Linked DNA regions of Anas platyrhynchos: region 2 is linked to region 1. A link is a contact called in public Hi-C data. All regions are on one chromosome and are shown on one strand. The core of a region is the stretch at or near the end of the contact, and the rest is flanking DNA. Distances in the headings are between cores, read along the strand shown.

Region 1 (5,580 bases), core at 2,562-5,061:
TTATTTATCTGAGTGCATGAAAATGGCAAGCTTTACAGCCCAGGTCATCAAAGAGCAGCTGCCCCTGGGGATGCTCTGTGGCCTGCATTGGGACAGCTCCCAGAGAGCAGCCAGCACAGACACCCAGGAGAAGATGCCTCCTGGGGAGCTGAGGAGGCAGAAGGCCACAGAAAGACAAATTTCCTGCATTTAGGCAACAGCAAACACAACAGCAAGTAATACAAGGAATAGGTCTTCAATCATCTGCTCCCCCTAACATTTTGGCACGTCCTTAGTAAATAACTAGCCACAGTCCCCAAGCCTCCACACCCAGAAGCAAGCATGCATCTTTTCCAGAACATGCAGGTACCATTTTTTACCTCCCCCCCCCCCCCCCCCCCCTTCTGCGTTATGTCCCAGTGACTAAGACTGGAATTCAAATCCTGCCTCATGGGATTTCATCACAAGGTTCACACCCCAGTGCCCCCTGGCCAGCAAGCCCCATGGTATTACAGAGGAGCAGGAAATGAGACTGGGGGGAAGGTAAGGCACCTCCCCATGCTGAAGCGACCTCAGCGTGCAGAACAGAGCTGAGAAAGGGTGAGCTCACAAATAGCAAGGCTGCAGCCTGGTGTTTTCATCCTGTTATTGCAGAAAGGAGAAATCTGAATCCTGGAGCTCTTGCTCCAGGCACTGTCTTCTGCATTTACATCGTAAAATAATCACCTAAAAGTTTCCTGGGCAAATTCTTTGTCAGAAAGTTTGGTCCAGGTGGATTTTAAACATAATGGATTAGCCAGAAGAACAGTTCACAGGGCTGAAATTTTGAGCATAAGCAGACTGGAGGGGGTTGTGCATTCTGCTGAATCACCTCCTTAGTCTATAACCATCAGTTTGCTTATACATAAAATATAAATTATTATTCTTAGTTTTTATCAAATACTATGGCAGCAATATCTGCTCTGTGAGTAAACTGCTAAATGTACAGGTGAAACTCAAGTTGTCTGACATATAAAATAGCCCGAGAAAGGATGGTTGAGATAACAAAATAACTGCTCAGCAGAATCACACAGAAATGAAGCAATGAACCCAACTCTTGAAATGCACTTGAAAGGCAGCATCCATAGGATGAGCACGCACATCTATACCGTATCCTTCAAACATAGGAAAGACTTTGACTAGGTCCTTTTTTGTTTTGCTGCTTCACTGAGACAGAAAAAAATGCAGTGATACGTGGATCTACTGCTCAGTGCATTTCAAGGAATTCAAGGCGTTCAGCACCGTCATTCTTAGCTCTCCAGCACCCTCCTCCGGGCTCTGACTGTTCAAGCAATGTCCTTTTTCTACTGTTCACCCCTGGCTGAATTATTTAATGTTGGGAGGCTAAAGACTAAGAAATGTTTCTTTGCTCCTTTTGAAGCCTTAGAGATTCCTTGTGTGGCAGAAATTCAGAAGAGCCTTCCCCCAGAATTATGCACTGTTACAATTATTTTGAACATCAGCTTTGTTGTATTTGTTTTGAAACTAGTCATCACTGACTTGCTCACCATTTCCAACTCTAGGCTGTTAATTTTGAGCTTGGTTAGGAGACTGTACACTAAAACTTTTTTTTTGGAATCATAGAATATTCTGAATTGGAAGGGAACTTCAAGGGTCATTGAATCCAACTCCTGGCTTCACACAGGAATACTCAAAAAATCAGACTGTGTGTCTGAGAGCGTTGTCCAAGTGCCTCTTGAACTCCAACAGGCTCAGTGCTGTGCCCACTGCTCTAGAGAGCCTGTCCCAGTGCTCGACCACCTCTGGGTGCAGACCCTTTCCCTAACCCCCAGCCTGACCCTCCCCTGTCCCAGCTCCATGCCATTCCCTCGGGTCCTGTCGCTGTCCCCAGAGAGCAGAGCTCAGCGCCTGCCCCTCCGCTCCCCTCCTGAGGGAGCTGCAGGCCACCATGAGGCCTCCCCTCAGCCTGCTCTGCTTGGGGCTGAACAAACCCAGGGACCTCAGCCACTCCTCATACGTCTTCCCCTCCAGACCCTTCACTGTCTCTGTAGCCCTTCTTTGGACTCTCTTTAACAGTTTAATGTCCTTCTTAAATTGCAGTGCCCAGAACCGCACACAGTACTGGAGGAGAGGCCGCACCAGAGCAGAGCGGGACAATCCCTTCCCTTGACCAGCTAGTAATGTCATGCTTGGTGCACCTCAGGACACGGCTGACCCTTTTGGCTGCCAGGGCATGCTCCTGGCTCATATTCAACTTGCTATTGACCAGAATCCCCAGATCCCTTTCTGCGGAACTGCTCTCCAGCCTCTTGTCCCCCAGTCTGTTCATATAGCAGGGCTGCCCCTTCCCAGGCACAGAATCCAGCCCTTGCTCTTCTTACACTTCAAGCTGTTGGTGACTGCCCAGCCCTCTAATTTGTCAAGGTCTCTCTGCAAGGCCTCTCCACTCTCAAGGGAGTCAACTGTTACTCTTGACTTATTAACATTTGCAAACTTAGTTAATATGCATTCAAGTCCTGCATCCAGGTCATTTATACAAACACTGAAGAGAACTGGCCCTAAAATGGAGCCCCACAGAACCCCACTAGTGACTGGCCACCAGCCTCGTGTACCTCCATTTACTAGAGCCCTTTGGGCCCAACCTGTTAGCCAAATGTTCAGCCATTGCTTGCTTTGATGGCAGTTAACATCATTGGATGATATATTCGTGTACAGGAGACTCGATCCTATATTACAGCCTGATCCCAAGTCAATGGATAACTGGAAGGCAATAACCAAGCTAATGTCATGAGTACAACCTAATGAACCTTGCCAGGCCAGGCTCATGGCATGCTGAGCAAGTGAGTGCTCCCTCTCATTTTGCTGACTTTCTTCCCAGGTGCTTTGCAGCTCCATGGGAGGAATCGTCAGCAGATGTCTCAGCCAAATTCTCTGGCATGTAAGAGGAACCTGCAAAAATCCCTTTGGAAAGAATATACAAAATAAACTGCTTCTGAAATATGCTATGTCACACATCACTAGACTCACCTAAGGCAGCACCTTATGTAGCTGCTGATACCCAACTGGAGTTTATCAGCTTTGTAGAATTATGTTTACCCCTTACCCTAACAGACTTCAACCAGCAGCTATGCTCATTTTTCACCTCATTTCCCAAATCTAGAAAAGTATCAACTTCAATATGAAAAAAGAGTGTCATCTTGATGTGGAATGACTACAAAAATAGGTCTCCCAAGTTTTTAATTCATCAAAGAGCAGAATTGTTGGCGTCAAAAAATTACTCTCATTCTCCCCCCTTCTCCCCAGATTTGCAATTTGAGTCTGTGTTCAAATGAGTGTCTCAGGCCAGACTTCTGAATCAAAAAGTGCAGAAGAGATTACTAATTAAAAGTAGCACATTTATGTATCCTAGAAGTTGTACTTGTATGAATTATTCACCCAACTTCTTGGCAAAGATATTCCAGTAGAAGACGCAATTAAGTTGTAAATTGATAAAAGCATTAAATATATATTTAAAAGACCTCTAGTATATCTTAGTAATATTAAATATTTAACATCAGAAGGTTTAAAAACATCCTAAACAACATATCAGAATTGTTTCCTAGGACACTATTCCTGTTGCTGGTTCGTTTTTCATTTAGATATAGCGTAGAGTTTTTAGCCCAAGAAGTTACCATTTTCAATTTCTGTTACTCACTCCCAGACAAGAGAGACTGTGAAGAAAAACAGGTCACAGTACAAGGCTGTTAGTCATACAGTCCTCCTGCTTCCTTCCTTCCTGTTGCACAAACCTGTCAACTAAGGAGAGAGATCAATATGGGGCTGACTGTCTCCTTTTTACTACCTGACAAAACAAGCCTAGGAGTAACCACAGTGCTGGTGTGACGCGTATGGTGGTACAGACTGATGCGGGACAAACAGTAGGATATTACTACTCCATTTCTCTTCTTTTCCTTTTTCAGTGTAGAATTGTAATATTTGCTGGTTCAGAACTGCTGTATCAGGGGCTTTGTTCTTTGTAATATTCACAGAAAACTAATATTGAAGAGAATTTCTCTTACATGCTGATTTGTTAGTATTGTTTTTCCTTACTGCTTATTCTCACGGGTGACAAATGCTCTTAAAACGTTTCCTCTATAAGAGAACTTGTGTTGAAGATTAAAAACTTGATCTAGATGAAGGCTTCGCTTCGCTTTACTGGTCTGCTAAAAATGCAAACCCTTGCGCTAGGCACTAGAGGGCACAACTGATATCCTTCAGATACATGATATTTTTAAATCTTAATATATTATTCCAGAGACAGAACAATGTATACAATTAACTTGATATTAATCCTAGGAAAAGGTATACAGAAAGCTAAAGTCATTCCTGCAGAGTTGTCATATACAATATGATATTATGATATGATTATTCTAATTTGTTTAATTTCTAAGATAGATGACTGTACCTTACACCCTAAACAATGTTTTATAATTTGTACATAGAAAACACACCACACAAAACTATGATACTCGCATTCCCACATGAACTTAAACAACAGGTATTAAGGATCAGCAAAGAGTATCATATGCTAAAGTAGGGAAGAGAAAAACCCACGAATGCTAATCTAGCTCAGTAGCTGAAGTAACTGATCCATGTAAGTGCTGTTTGTGTTTGCAAAAACACCGGCATCTATTATGTTCTTGACTGTGTTAATGACTCAATGCACTGTTGGCTTGAAGCAACAAAGCTGATTATTTCAGAGTAGTTTAGTTCTTGAACTTGAAAGAGTTTAATTATAATATACAATAACATAATCTTAAAACGTAGATTTTAAAATCAGGCCATAAATGGACTTGGATGCAATAAAATGTGACGGTTATTTCTTCTTCTTTTGCATGTATCTCAAATGCATTTTCTTATCTTTATCCTATAATCAACTCAAAAATTTTCACTGCTCATAAGATATTAGAAGAGAATTTGAATAAAAGTAATAAATTGTTTTTAGATATGCAGGTGCTCTTTTTTGACCCATTCTACTTTGCCTTTTTTTTTTTTTTTTTGATCATTGATTGACAATCAACTTTTTAACTCCTTTTCTTACAGGATGCTACAGTAGGAAATATTATTTAGATATATTTGGGGAATATATATTTGTTCTTAGAGCAGTTTGACTCATGAAGTAGCACTGCAGACTTCCCTGTGTCACTATCTTAGCACGTCAGTGTTTTGACCCAGAAAACTCGTTTCATTTAAAAGTGTGCTCTGTTGGTGGCACGCCTGCTCGTAGCTCTGCCTAGTTCCTTCTCTCTGCAGCCACTTTGTTATCCACAGGTTTTTCAGTCTTACTTCTGCTTCTCCAGTACTTTGTTCACTATATAAACTTTGCTGGCACCACCACAGCAATAGGCACTAGACTCAGTCTAACCACTTCCCAGCAACTCTCTGTCTTATAGCTTCTGACTCATGCTATCCAACGTGTTATTTTATAACACTGTTCTTACAGCACCAAGTACCAGACAGTGATTAGCCTCAGTGCAATAGTGAAACACAAAAATCTCTCATCTCTTTACCCCTCAATGTTAGCTAGGTTTTATGCACTTGGAGAACCTGTTTTGTTTTGTT
Region 2 (5,350 bases), core at 427-2,926, 180 kb before region 1:
GGAATGTAGTTAGCAATTAATGGTGCTGTTTTTATGGATTATGACCAACACCAGGAGTAAAAAAATAGAGTTTGCAGGTGGATGGCTAGAAGTGTTCCACTTATTACTCGAACGTATTTGTTTGTGCCTTCCTACTGCTGTTTTTTGGCAATTTCTGGTACCTGTGCTTTGCTCAGTATTAGCAGTACAGGAAACAGCAATGACTGCATTTGAATTGTCTTTGCTTATGTATTCAAGAGGATGGAAACAAACAATAAACCTCACTTTGTGCCCCTAACTAAAGTCTGACTAACAACAATCTTTTAGTCAAAAGCTGAAATGAAATTCCTTCTAAGCAGCTATTGTGTTGCTTTTTCTAAAGGGGAAAGTAGAAATGAATCTTTCCATCCTCTGCTACAAAACTTGGTGATTGAGCCCAGTCCCGGTTCAGAACAAAACAGTCAACAAATTCATTCATTGTTCAGCAGTAGCTGTATTTTTGGTCCCTTAAACATGTGTACCATTGTGATCTGCCACATGGCCACATAACTTTTTATTGCACCTTGTTGTTTAATACAGGTAGACGATGCCTCATAAACCCAGTTGTAGACCTAGGAGTTGATCTAGACATTCATATAAACACAGCAAAAGAGCTACCTCTGCTCCAGAAGGATTATTTTTAGATTATAAGATAAGATGGATGAAGGAAGGCAGGTAGGAAAGTGCAAGAGGACAGTGGGAAAAGTAGGCATGTTTGTATGATGACATTATTGTAACATTACAGGGGGAAAAAAAAAGTACGTATTTGCATGCTTCTGAATTAAGTAAAAAAGTAAACTTTTCTCACCAGGGTAACCAGTTGTCAAAGACTTACTGTGGATGGAGCTACTGTATTCACATATTGAGAAGATTTTACAAAAATTTAATGTAGTTTATCTGCTAAAAAAAACTTACACGGATTTAAAATTCAGTTGTTTATTTTTTTAATTCTTTTCAGGCTTAGTTCTGAGTCTCTTACTGCACTTGAGATACCCAATGATATGCTTCAGATCATCCAGGATCTTATTTTGGATCTTCGTGTACGTTGCATTATAGTGACCTTACAACATACAGCTGAAGGTAAGAAAAGGCTGCAGATCTTTCTGTTTTTGTTTGTTGTTTTGCTTTGTTTTTTCCTTTTTTTTTTTTTTTTTCTTTCTCTCATTTCTCTCCTCTTCTCTCCTTTCCTCTCTTTCCTCTCCAACTATGCCAAACCATGTTCTGGATGATAATGATGTTTAAGATATTGAAGGGGCAGTGGACTCCTCTGAGTTCTGTAGTATATCTCCCAAGAATTACTGAAACATTTCATGGTTCAGAGAACATTCTGTATTCTGAATCTTTTCTTCTCTTAATCGTAACTGTTACAGCAGTTTAGATCCATCTTCTCTTGGTTGAAACAGTGATTTATCTCATCATGTAGCTTTTCTTTTTTGAGTTCTTCTGTGAAGTGACGAATTAAATCGGCAATACCCCTCACACCAAAATCCCCAACACTTCACACCACCTCCCCAGAAACGCCAACAACCCTTTATGGAATATTTTAGTTGTGTGTTTTGTTTTATTTTGTTTTTCCAAGGCCTTTTGCTAACACTGTTATCCTTGTGCCTCCTTCTGTGTACATAGCTTTTCCCAAAAATGTCTGGATTGTAAAGGCCAATAGCACGTTCTCTAAACCTAACGTGATTCTATGTGCATCAGAGGCCATTCATCTTACCATATCCTGAAACTTGAATTTGAATGAAGTAAATCTTCCAGAAATAATTCTCCCTCTTAAAATTCAGGGAAGTTCAATAGTTCTATTTTTCCCCAAAAATACTAATTGGTCTCAATATAAATAAAAAAAAAGTGACTCTTTCAGTTTAATCATTTTTTAATCTTTGATATGATTCATCATTATTTTGTGGGCTGACATGAAGCTAAGTATTTTACTCAAGCCTTAAGTGTGTTAAATGTAGGTGGCTACATTAATTATGTTTTTAAACTTTCATTGACAACAAATGACAAAGTCTCTGTTGTTTATTTGATATAATGTCGATATGAATTCTATTCTTGTCTATTAATTCTTTGATTAAATCCCATTTCAGCATTAACATTAGTTTTCCTGCATTAATACCAAGCTTGTTGTCCATACAAGTGCAGAGATTGTCTTGTCTCTTTAAAACTCTGTACGAAAAGGATTTACCACAGCTTTTGCTTGATATATGAAGAAATCAGTTCTCTATAGTCTCTATTCACCTAGTTTCCCCAGTGTGGTACAGAGAACTCAGATATGTGATTAATCATGTAGCACTACGTCAAAAAGCCTGTTATCTTACTAGTTTTGCCTACTTATTGCATCATCAGAGTAGCCCAGTCCTTTGTTCAGATACAGTATTTCTGTTTATGTCCTGATTGCTGGCCACTTAACTTCAGTGGAGGAAAAATTCTAGCAGTAGTCTCTAACTTAGATTTTTGATAATGCAGATTCACCAATCTGTGTAGGAATGATTCTCTGTTTGGTCTAAACATCTTTATTCATCCTTCCGTGTCTTGAATTAAAAGAGATCAGATCCCTTAACATTTGGTATTTTATATTGGCTGGCTAATGTATCTTTTTTTATCTAGCCAATTATAACTGCCTTTCTTGATTGCTTCTTATATTCCCTGTTAGTGAAACAGTCCTATGCATTTGCCAGAGCATCAACCAGAGAAAGAGTGAAGATACATGCCTCTATTACAACTCTCATTTCATTTTGTTGCACTGGGTGACTTATCTACGGGTGCCTTCTTTTGTTCTTTACCAGTCTAGGCAAAATTGCTTATGTTAAGTGTGTTTAGATCATTTTTCTGAACAGGACTGGATTAATTGGGCCCTTGAAGAAACTGTTGTCTTTAGGGAACCAGCAAAAGAACAATTAATGGATATTTTCATGGAGCTATGTAAATGGATGTCAGATATATTTATATCTGTATTATATTAGTGAAAGAGGTTCCCACTGGACTTGAATCCCCCTCTATAATCTCTCTGAAATGTGAGCTCCGTAGACTGGCAATGTAAAGCTCAGTCTCATCTCTTACTACACGTTGTAAGTTGGTAGAGGCATTCAGATCAGTTAAAATTTTTAATAGAGCTCACTACCATTAGCTATTTAAATAGGACAAATCTGCCCACACACAGGTTTTTCTTGTTGTCTTCGGATAAATGCAGTGTACTCATGCTGGCCCTGAGAAAGACCTCTGTTCTTTCCGTCTTACTGCGTGATCACTGGTCATAAAGGTCATGAGAGCCAGAATACATGCATGTGACTGCCAGACCAGACAGGGGGTTTACATCAATGTATTTGACTGGAATTTGATGGAGGGTTTCAGTGAAATTAGTTTTTTGGGTTTTATTTATTTTGTTTTTTGGTTTGGTTTGTTTTTGGTTTTGTATTTGTGCTAGCTCAGAACAGGTTGCAAAAATGAACGGCCACAAAAGCATGCGGAGGCTGACCAGCACAATCTAAAGGCCTGCAAGAATATCAGTTCAATAAGAGATTTACTAAATAGGGAAATGAACAGAGTATTTATTCTGTGCAGTCCCCTAATAACTTTTTTCATCAATAAGACTGTTTCCATGAGATGTAGTATTGCAGGGTATAACACCGTGCTCAAGCTTTTTCATCTAGCTAATTAGAGCACCAAGAGTAATGTAGATACATTCAGCATGCGTTAGTTACCCTCTTTTCTTGGGCTCAAAGGAGAAATTCACCAAAATCATTTCCCATTTAAAAGGGAGTTTCATGATATACAGACAGTTCTGAAGAGCAATTTATGTAAGAGAATGTATGCCAAAGCCCCCATGAAGTGCGCACAGTTTATCTCATTCATGTTTGTCAATTAAGAAAAAAAGAAAAAAAGAAAAAGAAAAAAAAAAGTGTTGCTGAATAAGTGCATCCACAGAGGACTTTTGTTCACAGAACAACAGGTTTGGATTCACATCCTGTCTTGGCTCCTTCTTAGCTTCAGTAAACCTGTAGAAATTGAAACCTTTTGGGTAGTAGAAGATAGTTTTTTGCATATGCTTTCAAGCATTTTCATGAATGGTCCAGCACCATGGACTCTTAACACTAAGTGGTGTCTCTAAGCCTTCTTTATAGTTATTAATTATGAATTATATGCTGTCCTTTTTATCTTTTCTAAAATACTAAGCAGTTGGTCTTTCATTTTTAATTAAGAGCTGGAGTATAATAGATCAGTGACTTCAGTTCTTAAATGAATTATTTTATATTCTGATTAAGAACTTAGAAAATAAAAACAAACCCAGAGCCTTGACAATATTCCTTTAATATTAAGCTTTCCAGTAAAAGGTGGGCTTCATGCAACTCTTGCCATGTATCACAGATATGCTTCTCAGTGTGGTGTCACCAGCATACCATGTACGTGTTCCGTTCTTAGTCATTTGAGAAGGCTGAAAGCTTTGAAGCTTTTAGTGCTATTTGCTTGTATGTCTAGTCATTGCAGTCCCAATGTCTGTGGTTTATCTTTTCAAGTTCAAGGAGTTTTTAATAATGAACATGAATACCTCTTTTTTTTTTTTTTCTTTCTCTGTCTTACAGATATAAAGAGGCTAGCTGAAAAGGAAGACTGGGTTGTTGACAATGAAGGTTTGACATCGCTGGTGGGTATACTTGTGTGTTACAGGCAGTGTCTTTGGATTTATTTATTTTTTAAGAAGTGCAAATAAACTGGTTTGCATGTTCTCCAGAGAAATTGAATTAGTTTGGACTTTGTCTGTGCGTGTGCATACTGGTGTCTACAGTTTTATTAAAATATTAAAATACAGGAAGATTAAAAATCCAAAAAGTTTTATTGGTATAGTTACTTAGGGCTTTCTTAACAGATCCCATCACAAAACACAACATTATTTTTGTGTCTTTACCAAGACATTTATTTGTTCTTCTTAAATTGTTCTGTTTGAAGTAATTTTAACATTAAGTGATAATTGTACTACTAGGTAACAGTATTTTCTGAAGTGCAAAAGAAATTGTGAACTTAGTAGTAAGATAAAGTAGCTTCTTAACTGTGCTAGGATTATCACAAAGGAAGTTAGTTTGAGATAAATGTTCAATATTGACATGTGACCAACAAAATAAAAGCTGCATTTTCATATCCTAGTACCTCATTTCTTCCACAGGTGGCATGAATAGGGAACACAGCTTGGTCTTAAGTCTGTGAGATGGATAAGTTTCTTGTCTTTCTAAACCAGCCCTTTCTCACGTGGGAGTAGTTCTAACATAAAAAGAATGCTTTCTAACATTCCTTACTACGACAAATGTTTTCAGAGGTGGAGGTATGACTTAAGTTCTTT

The links. A called contact is a pair of places that touch in the nucleus more often than the background predicts.
Region 2: a Hi-C map of skeletal muscle shows a contact between it and region 1, with 3 times the contacts expected there. The contact joins the enhancer-like site here to the promoter of NQO2 in region 1. A contact is called at or near these places in 4 of 8 Hi-C or Micro-C datasets (F1 follicle, liver, skeletal muscle and 1 more).

Annotation. Positions count from the first base shown.
Region 1 is chr2:78,059,333-78,064,912 of IASCAAS_PekinDuck_T2T, reverse strand. It overlaps NQO2 (N-ribosyldihydronicotinamide:quinone dehydrogenase 2), which reads left to right and starts at 3,811. Exons shown (of 7, transcript XM_038174840.2): 1 at 3,811-3,896. The coding sequence starts at 3,883. All of the region lies in intron 3 of LOC113842766, which reads right to left.
Region 2 is chr2:78,241,952-78,247,301 of IASCAAS_PekinDuck_T2T, reverse strand. EXOC2 (exocyst complex component 2) reads left to right here. Exons shown (of 29, transcript XM_072034988.1): 17 at 977-1,098; 18 at 4,599-4,660. Among named protein-coding and RNA genes, the nearest start is that of IRF4, 91 kb to the right of the region's middle. Within about 2 kb of position 1,676, at least 1 of the 8 cell types and tissues checked has an H3K27ac peak or open chromatin away from gene starts, as enhancers often do. A contact at or near this core is called in F1 follicle, where this site is marked.